Linked DNA regions of Mus musculus: all the other regions are linked to region 3. Evidence: chromatin contacts called from public Hi-C data. All regions are on one chromosome and are shown on one strand. Each heading gives the region's core, a stretch centred on a gene start, on an enhancer-like site or on the middle of the called end of the contact. The rest is flanking DNA. Distances are from core to core; before and after follow the strand shown. Region 1 overlaps Msra (methionine sulfoxide reductase A). Region 2 overlaps Msra (methionine sulfoxide reductase A). Region 3 overlaps Msra (methionine sulfoxide reductase A).

The links. Hi-C and Micro-C count contacts between places; a contact is called where the count stands out from the background.
Region 1: a Hi-C map of cerebral cortex shows a contact between it and region 3, with 2.0 times the contacts expected there. The contact joins two enhancer-like sites. A contact is called at or near these places in 2 of 39 promoter capture datasets (hippocampal neurons and liver), 2 of 484 Hi-C or Micro-C datasets (cerebral cortex and frontal cortex) and 1 of 115 datasets of contacts at active chromatin or transcription factors (SST interneurons).
Region 2: a Hi-C map of cerebellum shows a contact between it and region 3, with 2.3 times the contacts expected there. The contact joins two enhancer-like sites. A contact is called at or near these places in 2 of 39 promoter capture datasets (hippocampal neurons and liver), 4 of 484 Hi-C or Micro-C datasets (cerebellum, cerebral cortex, cortical neurons and 1 more) and 1 of 115 datasets of contacts at active chromatin or transcription factors (bone marrow-derived macrophages).

The regions. Positions count from the first base shown.
Region 1 is chr14:64,371,243-64,375,037 of GRCm38.p6, reverse strand. All of the region lies in intron 1 of Msra (methionine sulfoxide reductase A), which reads left to right. Among named protein-coding and RNA genes, the nearest start is that of Gm52130, 33 kb to the left of the region's middle. Within about 2 kb of position 1,422, at least 40 of the 459 cell types and tissues checked have an H3K27ac peak or open chromatin away from gene starts, as enhancers often do. A contact at or near this core is called in SST interneurons and cerebral cortex, where this site is marked.
Region 2 is chr14:64,321,325-64,325,070 of GRCm38.p6, reverse strand. The region is part of intron 1 of Msra (methionine sulfoxide reductase A); the gene reads left to right. Among named protein-coding and RNA genes, the nearest start is that of Gm52131, 9.5 kb to the right of the region's middle. Within about 2 kb of position 1,315, at least 84 of the 459 cell types and tissues checked have an H3K27ac peak or open chromatin away from gene starts, as enhancers often do. A contact at or near this core is called in cerebellum and cortical neurons, where this site is marked.
Region 3 is chr14:64,124,601-64,128,872 of GRCm38.p6, reverse strand. All of the region lies in intron 5 of Msra (methionine sulfoxide reductase A), which reads left to right. 9630015K15Rik (RIKEN cDNA 9630015K15 gene) reads right to left here. Exons shown (of 4, transcript NR_167725.1): 2 at 3,179-3,293; 3 at 2,453-2,615; 4 at 1,242-1,469. Among named protein-coding and RNA genes, the nearest start is that of 9630015K15Rik, 10 kb to the right of the region's middle. Within about 2 kb of position 2,867, at least 51 of the 459 cell types and tissues checked have an H3K27ac peak or open chromatin away from gene starts, as enhancers often do. A contact at or near this core is called in SST interneurons, cerebellum, cerebral cortex and 1 more, where this site is marked.

The DNA.
Region 1 (3,795 bases), core at 173-2,672, 250 kb before region 3:
AACAGTCCACCCAGAAGAGGACATGTATAGTTCAGTGGAGAGGTACCAGAGTGGTTTTGACCCCAACTAGAAAAGGGGCAGGAAACAGAGACCAGGGTTGTTCAAAATGACCAGGGGGTACCCCTTTTCTCACTAACTCCCTCACTTGGCTCAGATGTCACCTACTGTCTCACCTGGCCTCCCTATTCAGAAGAAAGGAAGAGTGTCTTTTTTTTTTCCCCAAGTGAGTGACTCTGGAGTGAGTGATTGAGTGGGTTAGTGTTGCTGTGATCTAAGTCAGAGCGACATAACCTCCCCTTCTGATGGATGCTGTTGGTCACAGAGTACAAACCTGGTGTAGGAAGAGAGAGTACCAAAAGGGCACAAAGCCCAGGAGGCACAGGCATGGGGCCATCTTGGCTACGACTCTCCAGTTTCTGGCACAGTACCGCAAATAGTAAATGGTACAGAGCAATGAGCAGCACAGGGCAGGCTGTGGAAGAGAGGCCCGCCACTGCTCCTGGTCCAGGCTCACTAGTGTGCAAGGCTGTACTACCTGGAGGATCTGGGGCTTCATGTGCCAGAGAAATGAATATGACCCAGTCTCTCTGTCGCTTCTGAGAACTTACCTTGCTGACCCAGAACATGCATAGACCCCTGACCCCAAGAGCTTTCCCCAGTTATGCTGGGGCTGTTATGCAAAGTTCCAAGGGTGAGCCGTGGCTTTGGTGGGCTTGGGAGAATGAGCATGTCCCCTGTCACCAGAAGCCCTGATTTGGGTACCTGTGTCTGTGAATTTGACAGTTCCATGATGACTTCCCTAGGGGCTCTGCCATGGGCTGCTATGATGGCCACCTAGCTACCCTGGCTGACCTTGGACTTGAGCCTAGTCAGGTTGAGTGCTGATGGGCAGGACTGAGTCTCTATTTCCTTTGAGTGCTGCTCATATACCTCACAAGCTGGAAAGGGAAAGTGCTTTCAGAAAAAGGCTCCATTTTTTGAAATACTGGGATGGGGTTCATAAATAGATGAGGGGGATCCTACTTCTCTACTTCATAGCCATTTTATGCATGTGTATAATGCTTTTTTATGCTATATAGAATTACATATATACATACATATACATATATACATATACATACATACACATATAAATACATATACATACATACATATATATATATATATACACATACACACATAATTTTTAAATGACCCACTAAGTAGGGTTACTTGCATGAGCATAGATGGGGTGGTGGTGGTATTTCCTGGAGAATAGGCAACTTAGCAGTGTCTACACCACTGAAGAAAAAAGACACCCCTCCCTCCCAGTTCCCTAGCAACCATTAACTTCCAGGAGTTCTTCAGCTAGGGCTGGGACCTCATAAGCTCCTCCCTCATCTTCCTTGGAATGTTGATGTGCTCAGCCTTGGGCAGGCAGTCACAGCTGCAGTGAGCTCAAGAGTGCAGTGGCCCTGTCAGCTCCAGAAGCCAGCTACACAGCACTCCTCCTCACCCTCTGGCTCTTGCCATGCTGTTAAGTACCCACCTTCTCTGTGAACAGAGCTCTGGCTTCCTAACCACTGGGGTGGTGGTCAGGGCTTCTCTTGGGAAATAAATGCTGAACATTTGTAACAGGAACACCCGATCTCCTTGCTTTCTGCTACTTGAAAATGCCAATGAGCCGAGACAGGAATTGAGTCTTTAAAATTGCTCTTTATTCAGAGAGCCTGCAATCTGGGAAAGCAGATTAACATATTTAAACTCTGCCTTGCATCTCATTTCCAGCTAGCAGATTAAACAGGAGGTGGTGTGCTGGTGGGTTTTTGTCAACTTGACACAACATTGACATATATGGGAAGAAGGAACCTCAACTGAGAAAATGCCTTCATAAGACTGGCCTGCAGGCAAGTAGTTTCCAAATTGATAATTGAGGTAGGAGGCTCCCCATTCACAGTGGGTGGTGCCACCCTGGGCAGGTGGTTCAGGATGGCATAAGGAAGTAGACTGAGCAGCCTTGAGGAGCAAGCTAGTAAGCAGTTTTCCTCCACTGCCTTTGCTTCAGTTCCTGCCTCCAGGTTCCTGCCCTGGCTTTCCTCAGAGATGGAGTCTGGCCCAAGCGTCATAGCTGAAGTAAATCCTCCCTTTCCCAAGCTGCATTTGGTCATGGTGTTTTATAACAGTATGAAATACAGATAAAATAGATAGAAACCCTAACTAAGACAGGAGGGGGCCAAGCCAGTCCCTTATTCTGGGGCTCAGGCTTGCCCCCAGACACCTGCTCAGGTGTCAGCCATGTTTCTGAAACTTGGGGTGTTTGAGCCTCTCTTGTTGCCATCCCTGGCACCCTTCCCTCATCCTGTATGTGTTGGGGTTTACACACTTCTTGAAACAGAGGCAACCTTGTACTGCTCCGGAGGCATCTGGATTGGGAGCACATTAACTCAGAAGAAACAAACCACCAACTCTGTGTGTGTGTATGTGTTAATACACTATATCTTGTATGTGCTGACTCCTTTTCACAATACAGAGAACACGTTTGTCCTTATACTATGTGCCCTGTCACATTTATGTATAGAATGTACGAACAGTAGGGCAGCTGGGAGAACTCTCAGGGGCGGCCTGACTGATGTTTGGAGCACACTGCCTCAGGGTGTGTCACACTGGTTTCGTTCCTGTTTGTATGGGAAGAGGTGCCCTGCCTTCTTCAGCAGTGCTGTGGTCAGCACCAGCCCATCACAGGTTACAGGCAAACGGCCTTAGTTTTAAGTCTTAACAATTCGATGGTCCAGCCTGTGTTCCTCCTCACAGGACTATTGTGAGATCAAAATGAGATGACCTTTGGCACTCTACATCACTTAAAGCTAGCAATGTTCCCTTTATTAAACTGGCTTTTCCTATCAAAGATATTTATGCAAGACAACTATAAGATAGGTTTTTGGGGGCCTGGCAAGATAGGTTAGTGGGTAAAGGTGCATTGTTGCCAAGCCTAATGACCTGAGTTTGGCCTCGGACCCACATGGTACGGGAGAATTGACTTCCTTAAGTCATCTTCTGACAGCCTCATGTGCATACACACAGACACACACGCACAGGTGCACATGAGCACATAAAATAAATGTAAAAAAAAAGAAGTTTTTTTTTTTTAACATTTTTATAGATGTTGGGAAAATATTTTAAAATGAATTCTAGAACAAGACCAAAGAAACCAGATATTTCCTTTACCTTCTAGACACTCAGATGATCTTACTGATCTCCAGGACTAATGACTTTTTCACACAAATTAAAAAAACAGTTGTTAAGTTCCTCCATCCAAGTCTTTCTTTCAGTAACTCACTTTGTATTCTGGCCATTTCTCCCCCTACCCATTTGTCAAGCTGAGAATTTAGTTCTGTGGCCTCATTTGTTTTATTTTGATCTTGTGGATGGAGTGAGGCCTGATTATCTGTGGGGGCAGTAGGGGGAGAGCAGGTCACCCCTCTTCTGACCCAGGGAGTTCAAGTGATGAGGTAGGTGCCAGGGGAGATGTAGTCAGAGAGCAGGGCTATGAAGGACAACTTCAAGAGCAGCCCTGGGTTCTCTCAGTGTGTGTGTGTGTGTGTGTGATGACGGCACCACTCAGGACAGGAAGACTGCTGGGAGCCACCTGCTGGCTCTTGCTGTCTCCTTTGCGGGATGCTGGAATCGGGAGACTGTAATGGGGTCTCAGGGTTTGGTTCAGAACTATAATTTTGGAAGACAGAAGTTTAAAATTAAATCCTTAGTGCTAATGGTTATTTCTTTGAGGCCAGGAGCTTCTCTCAGTCGTGGGTGCAG
Region 2 (3,746 bases), core at 66-2,565, 200 kb before region 3:
AAAATATTTCCTTCTTTTAAACATGCTCTGGAGGCCACACAACAGTTTTCAAGGGGAAACACAGCACCCCTCTTTTCTTGAGGTCTCTTAGGGTGTTCTCAACCCCTTGCCGTTTCAAAGTTGTTTGCAGAATTGCTTTTGTGATTCAGAAGGGGGTCATCTGGGGACTTTGTCACAAGGCTGGGTACAGTCTGTGAGCCCCGAGTAGTTCAACAGCTTTCAGCTTAGGAACAGGCTCCAGGGCTACATGGTGTTTACCATGGTGATAACTGTGAACAGTTGAAATGTTTGGTATTTGTATTTCCAAAAAGGAAATATATCACCAAGAACAGAGCCCCAAACTAATAGGATGGTTTGTTGCACGTGTACATGTGTATGCATGCGTGCATATACGTGTGTGTGTGTGTGTGTGTGTGTACACCCACACGTGTGCATGTGTGTTGTGTGTTTTTTAAGCAAACCTCAGTGTGTCATACATACTCTCCTATACTTCCCCTCCCTTGTTCCATATGAGGGTGCCTTCTTATCTCACAGGGTTGTTTTGTTTTTTTTTTCTATAACAGAATGCCGCTGATGCTCTTTTTTCTATATGAACCCTGCATTTAATACTTATCCATAAGCAAAGGAACAGTATCTTATCTTGCAGATCCAGTCTGTGCTGAACCTTGCCAGTGTCCCACCTCTTTATTCTTAGAGTCTTTTCTTCCTTTATGATCTCCTGAAACAGACAATGACTTCAGAAGCCCGGTGCCTCTTCATTTAACAGAGGCCATCCTGTACAAAGCCACTACTGAGTTCAGACCACCACAATTTGTCTTTCTTAAAATCACATTGTTTTAGTTGTGTCTGCTTTATTCCCTGTGTGAAAGGAGAATGAACACAGATGAGTTTACTATGAGGTTTGTACCGCTATAGTCTGTGCACAAAATCATGCCAAAATTCCTTTTCTATGGGAGAGTAGCAGCCACAGAGCCAACGAGGTCCTCTCCGGCCCAGACCTAAGTATAATGCTGCCTGATACTGCCAGAGACGCTGTAGGGAAGGGGCTATCCGCCGGAACAGATTGCATGGGGAAGACTGGGCCCCTCTGGCTTAGCTGAGTACCAGGCTGACCATTTATCACTGTCAGAGAGGAAGGGGTGGGAGCGGGGAGTCGCCCGGCCACTCCTGCTCAGCTGCTGACTGACAGCTGACAGCATCATGTGCCACCTCCATGCAACCCATGTGCCATCAAGCGAGAGTGTAGCTACCTGCTTGGGCTGCTGACAGGTTCACAGAGAAGAAAGAAAAGATCAGCAGAGTGCTCTGGGCTGTCAGTGAACTGTGAACTGCCTGCTCTGCACAGTGCTGTGTGCAACCGTTAGTGGCAGCTGACTTCAGTGTGCACAGGAAGCGCTGGGTTAGGCTCCCAGGAAATAATATGGCTGGTGATTGGCGGAGAAGATGCCTCTGAGGTCTATGCACCTTAATTACATTCCAAGGACTCGACTGTGCTGTGAAGCTGTTATTTTAATATGCCCAAACTGATCTCTCTAACAACTATCAGGGAGAAAGTGAATAGCTTTGCATCAGCCATATACCAGGGCCATAAAGCAATGTGAACCAGCAAAGCCCAGACCCTACCACTCTTAGAAGACAAATATTTTTCAAAACAATATTAGAAGTATGATTTTTCTGTTTACCATGCATATTAAAATCTACATTGTGCTTTAGAAGTCATAAAACACTGAGACATGTTAGTATGGAAGGGACTGGTCTTGACTTACTCCTGTATGCTGGCATTTTCAACTGTTCCATTTACAAGGATCTCACTGAATCCTTTGGCTGAAACACAGATCTTAATCCATAAGGTAGCTTAATTTTAAATGCAGTTTATACTCTCAAGATTATCTGTTTTTCAATGTATGTAATATTGGATATGTGGGTGCCTGTGAGTTTGCAGCATGTGTGCACATGTGCCACACACATGTGCATGTAGAGGCTAGATGATGACATAGGTATGTTCTTCTATTGGTTTCCACATTGCCATTTGAGACAGACTCTGTCAGAGAACCTGCCATTCACTGATTGACTAGACTGGCTGGCCATTGTGTTCCAAGGATTTCCTGTCCCCCCTCCTCAGCACTGGTGTTACCGATGAGTGCAACCATGCTTGCTTGCTTCTTTATATAAATGCTGACCATTTGAACTCAGAGCCTTGTGCTTGGAGGGCAGGTGCTTTCCTAACTAAACTATCTCCCCTACTCCAAGGCGATCTGATTTTGATAGTCATTAGGAATTACTTGTGTTAATGGGGAGAGATTTCATGAAGTCAGGAAATTTCCATCCTACAACGTGTGCACTCCCAAGTGCAGAAGTCAGCTGCAGTGCTTCAGTGTGGTGATTATTAAAAGTATCCCCAACATGAAATGCTCTAGCTGAAAGGGATGATGATGAAATGCATTTCTTGGGGTGATGTGGTGAGCCCGGGAGCTCGGGTGCCCTGGGGGCTGCAGCAGAGCAGGGAGCTTTAAGAGCACCAGCCTGCCCTGGTGCAAGAGCTGGGGCTCATGGATATGACCAGCAGTCCTGAGGAGGGGGATGGCTGCGCGAACTGATGAAGGGTGATGACAGGGAAGACACTTCATCTTTCTCTTGTGTCACTGACATGAAGCACAGAGCCTGGCAGAGAACCAGCAACCCATAAGCTTCCCAGTTTGCTTGGCTAGAGGATGGGTTCCTCCGCTGCGCCATGCATGCCAGGGCCGATCTGCTCCCCACCCCCCGTGTCAACCTTCCTCATCCTTCCTGCACACGTCTGCCTCTTCAGTTTCTGAACTAATGAACTCATCAGCCCTGCTCCAGTCCGGAGCAATGTCTCGGCCTCCATCAGACAGAAACAAATAGCCTGGCCACACAGCTGCCTCCATTGCAAGTCCCTGAGCAGCTGAGCTCTTGTCCCTCAGGGCAAGACTGAGTTCACGGTGACTGGATCATCGACGGGAAGGGCTTGGTGAGTCCTGACAGGAGGGGCGGGCAGCACACTGGCCTGCTGGTGACTGTCATACAGAGAAACCTGCTGCCTTCTCTGGAGCTCTATACCAGATTGAGCCCAGAAGAAAACAATTTGATTATTTTTTAAAATACTAATTTAAAATTTTTCCCTTTTATTTTTAGTTGACTAAAACCCCCCACAACCTAGCACATGGCAGCAGCCGTTGTCCTGTTGTCATTTATCTGTCTTTGTCTTTTCCTTACCGAGCACGGCTCTTGTAGCCTGTTCTCTCATCCCTATTCCTTTCACTTCCTGAGGCCATAGAAAAAACACATATGATAATCCTTTGAAATGATTATATAACCTTCTATCTTAGAACGTCATAACTTAGTTCTTGTTGCTGTTGTTGTTAACCTTTACCCAATTGCTGTGTCCCCAAACTGTAAAAACAGAATGGCCAAAGCAGACAGGACTCCATGGGCCTGCTTAGCTAGAGACTGTTCACTCTCCTTCCCTAGAGTCCCTGCTCTACATCTGAGTGACATAAAACTGTCCTTATGATGTGGAGGGGACTCAAGGCAGGATCTGGTCCGTATTCTGGAGAGAACCCTCCACTAAAGATGACTGGTCCAATATTAGATCTTGGGAGATACATGGGAACCCTACTTACTTCCAGCAGATGCCTTGAATGTATGATCCAGAGAAGGAGCGGCAAAGAGTTAGGGTAAGAGTTTGGGAGACTATTGTTCTGGGAAGTCAGTAGACTTTTCTT
Region 3 (4,272 bases), core at 1,618-4,117:
TTTATCCACTGCTCCATCTCCCCATCCTGCTCCCCAGACAGTTTGATGTGTGGTATTCTGGAAGCTGCCCAGAAACTAATACCATTGACAGGGGCACAGACTAAGCTTAAGCCTATACGTGTTCATACCTGTGTGTGTATGTGAATCTCATTCTCTCTCTCTCTCTCTCTCTCTCTCTCTCTCTCTCTCTCTCTCTCTCTCATTGTGTGTGTGTATTTGTGTGTGTGTGCCTGTGTATTTCTGTGTCTCTGTCTCTTTGTGTGAGAGTATGTATATGTCTCTGTGTGACTGTGTGTGTCTGTGTCTGTCTGTGTGTGTGTTTATGTGTGTGCTTGTGTATTTCTGTGTCTCCATCTCTGTCTCCATCTCCCTTTCTCTCTCCTTTCTTCCCTTCCTCCCCCACTACGGCGTGTGGGGGTTATGTGTATATATCCCCCATGTGTGACTGTGTGTTTCTGTGTCTCTGTATCTGTGTGTGTGTTTCAGTGTGTGTGTGTGTGTGTGTGTGTGTGTGTGTGTGTGTGTGTGTAAGACACACTATAGCACAGAATTCGTTAGAACTAGATCCAAAAGAAAACTAAGCAGTCTCTAGATTCAGAAGCAGTCAAGCATCGTCCCTGGTACAAGCTCCCTGTGCCACTAGAGGGCAGTCTGAAGAATCGACCTCCACTCCTCCCTGGTCCTGCTGGACCTTTCCCCCTAAGGCAAGAGAAGCCAGCCTCCTAGAAGTCAGACCCCAGTTTTCTGTGGCTCCTGTGGATCCCAAGTTTAACTTCTGTTATAGAAAACTGATTCCATGCCATTAACATGTTTAAGTGAACATTGATTAAATACACAGATACATTTTACAAATAAGGACATAAATAAAGATCTAACACTTAAGCCTAAATTCTTTTGGTGGGTAGAGATGGGGTTTGGAATAAAATTAATGTTACTTTCAATAACAGAAGGGTGAGGAAATTTGAATTATAGGTACCCCCCCTTTCATGGTGAGTTTCCTTATTGCTAATGTGTCCGCTTCTCTTCATAAGCTTCTCAGATTGTGATCAGGACCAGGGTCAGAGTTGGCTCTGGGGCCAGACATGTTTCTCGCTGGCCCTGCTGCCGCTCCACCTGGCCTGAGCTGAGGGGTCCCTGGCCCACTTTCCCAGGGATGGAGGAGCATGCGGTTTCCATGCCGTGCACCAGGTCTGCTGGGCACTTGGGGGATGTCGGTGACTAACGACGAACTTATTAGAGCATTTGCAGTAAGCGGAATGGCATATTTATTTGTTAATTTTATTAAAAGAATGGATTTCCCCAGGCAGGCCTTGAAGGTCAGATGGGCCCACTGTGCCCCTGCTGGACACTTCCTTACATCTGTGGTGTTCACAGGTGCGGCTGGGCTGAGGCCATCTGTCTGGGCCTGAGGTCACTGGGCTCTGGAGGAAGGCCGCTCTCTACCCCACAGTTGCTTGCTCATAGGATCTCTTCAGACACAAAAGAGGGGCATATATGGAGGGTCAGCAGGGACTCCTTCAGGAGGGTGAGGGGTGGGGGCAGACTTGGCAGGGTGCACACTTCCTGTGCCTGCTAATGCCTTCCCAGGAGAGCAGTGAGCCTGGCGCAGTGCCCACTGGACAGAAAGAAGCTTCCTCAGTGGGATCTGCAAAAGAAGGAAGGCCTGCGAGGCGCCCTGGGTCACGTCAGGGAAAGGAAAGAGAGGGTTGGAACAAAAGTAGGGCTGATTCCTTCTTTTAGGGGACCTAGAAATCTCCAGAGCCAAGTGTCACCCCAACCTGGGTTCTTAAAGTGATATCCTTCCCCATACATTTATGCATACGTTAAAAAAAAAACCAATACTGGAAAAGGAGGAGAGGAGGGAAGGGGAGGGAAGGAAGGTAGAGAGAGGTGATGAGAGGGGGGAGGGAAGGGGAGGGAAGGAAGGTAGAGAGAGGTGATGAGAGGGGGGAGGGAAGGGGAGGGAAGGAAGGTAGAGAGAGGTGATGAGAGGGGGGAGGGGAGGGGAGGGAAGGAAGGTAGAGAGAGGTGATGAGAGGGGGAGGGGAGGGGAGGGAAGGAAGGTAGAGAGAGGTGATGAGAGGGGGAGGGGAGGGGAGGGAAGGAAGGTAGAGAGAGGTGATGAGAGGGGGGAGGGAAGGGGAGGGAAGGAAGGTAGAGAGAGGTGATGAGAGGGGGGAGGGGAGGGGAGGGAAGGAAGGTAGAGAGAGGTGATGAGAGGGGGAGGGGAGGGGAGGAGAGAGAGAGAGAGAGAGGAAGAAGGAGGAGGGAGAGGAGAGGAGAGGAGAGGAGAGGAGAGGAGAGGAGAGGAGAGGGAAAGAGATACAGAGATGGGGGAGAGGAGAAAGTGGAGGTAGAGGGAGAGAGGAAAGTAGAAGAGAAAGCATGGGAAGAGGGAGGAGGGGAGAAAGAGAGAGAGGAGAGAGAGAGAAAAAAAAACAAAGACACAAACCCTTGAACTCTTGAGATTCTGAGACACTGTTTTGAAGTCAGCAAGATGGGAGGTGGGAAGGGAATGGTCCAGCCAGCCGGCACTCTCCTCCGGAAGGACTGGTCCTGGCAGAGGCCTGTGGCCAAGGAAGAGGCACCTGGTGAACCAGGCTGGGGCTGCCTGCCTGCGAGTCAGAAACAGGGGTCTGTCCAGCACAGGAACCTTATGCCTGGCAGATCTGAGCCAACCTCATCAGTCTTCCTTCCCAGAACCCATTTCAGTGCCAAGGGGTGGCTAGTAGGGCCTGAAAGAAGAGCCAGTCTCCTAGGCTGGGTGGGGTTCAAGAAAAGAAAAAAGGAAAAAGTCTATCTCATGAGTTTCCTATGGCTTCCAAAGAGGTTTTATGAGTGAAGTTTCTGCCATCTTGTGGCCAAGACTGGTACTGCATGAATCCCAGCTCTGCTGCCTCCCCTGCTCCCTAGCACTGCCCAGTTGTTCCCTGGGTGGAAAGGGCAGCCTCTGAGGAAAGGAGGGTTCAGAGAGGCCTCTACCCACATTCCAGCCTCGAGGAGCTTCTGGAAGGTCCCAAGTCTGGGGTTGCCTCTCACCCATACAAGGACTATCATTTGTGAAAGAGAGGATATGGGTGGGCCACATAGGAGGAGGAGCCAGGCCCTGTCCACCTTCCCAAAGGATAGACACCTGGGTGACCTGGGAAGGGAAAAAGGAAGCAGAGGACTTACTTACCCCCTCGGCCCTCGGGTGGCAGTATAGCTGAGGTTAAAACAGGAGTCCCCTTCCCAGAGCGTGAGGCCCACATAGACAGGTTCAAGGGAGGGCAGCACCCTTTAAGCAGATGCCCCTAGAACAAGAGTGCTGTCTGAGGGCAAAGGTGTGTGCACCTCTGGGCAGAGACCAGGAAGGTGTGAATGCCACTCACTTCGGCCTTTGTCTCGAGTACGTAGACCCAGCCACAGGAGGCAGAGCCATTGTGATCACAGAGCTCTCATCTCCTTTCCTTGTCCTGGATCAAGAATGTCAAATGCTGACCTGACTTTTTCTTTCTGCAAGCTCCCTGCCACCTGAAGCAGATAGTATGTACTTTCATGGCATGGAGCTGCTCTTTAGCGCAGCATTCCATCCATACCACCACCCCGTGTCCCAGAGCTGCACCTTCAGGTGCTGGTGATGATTGGATGGCCCCGGTTACTGCGGCACTCCCAGGACATGCCCACCCTTTGTGTAGTGAGGTTGCTCCGACTGATGGAGCCATGCCAGCAGATTCTGGCCCAAGTCCTCATCCTCCTGAGGTTCCCTTTCCCTGAAAACTCTGCTACCAGATGGTGAGCTAGCCGGGGTTCCACCATGGAGCAGAGAGCTTTCAAGGTGTTTCAGAGATGAAGTTTGCAGAGAGAACCGGGTGTTCACAGACTCCTTTGAAGGGCAGTTAGGGCAAAGGCCTAGAAAAGCAATAGACCATGACAATATAGGGTCATCCCTGAACCACAAAAACATATTGCCACAAGGCCCCAATTGCCCGCAGCCCAGGAACAAAAGACCCCAGAGGTGACTGGGGGGACTGTGGCAGAGTCTTACAGATGCCTGTATCCATCCTCGTGACTGAGCCTCTCAAATCTCAGCCCTCCTTTGTGTCAGCCACTAAATTCCACTTTGGTGTCTCCAATGAGTGGGGCAGAAAATGGGTGAGTGCTGGTACTAGAATCTGGGCAGTGTGGTATCCAGGCATCAGGCCACACACGTACATCAGACACATGATCTCACATACAGTTTTTATATGGTTGGGGACAGTAAAACTTTTCACTGGTGGCTGCTATGAGACA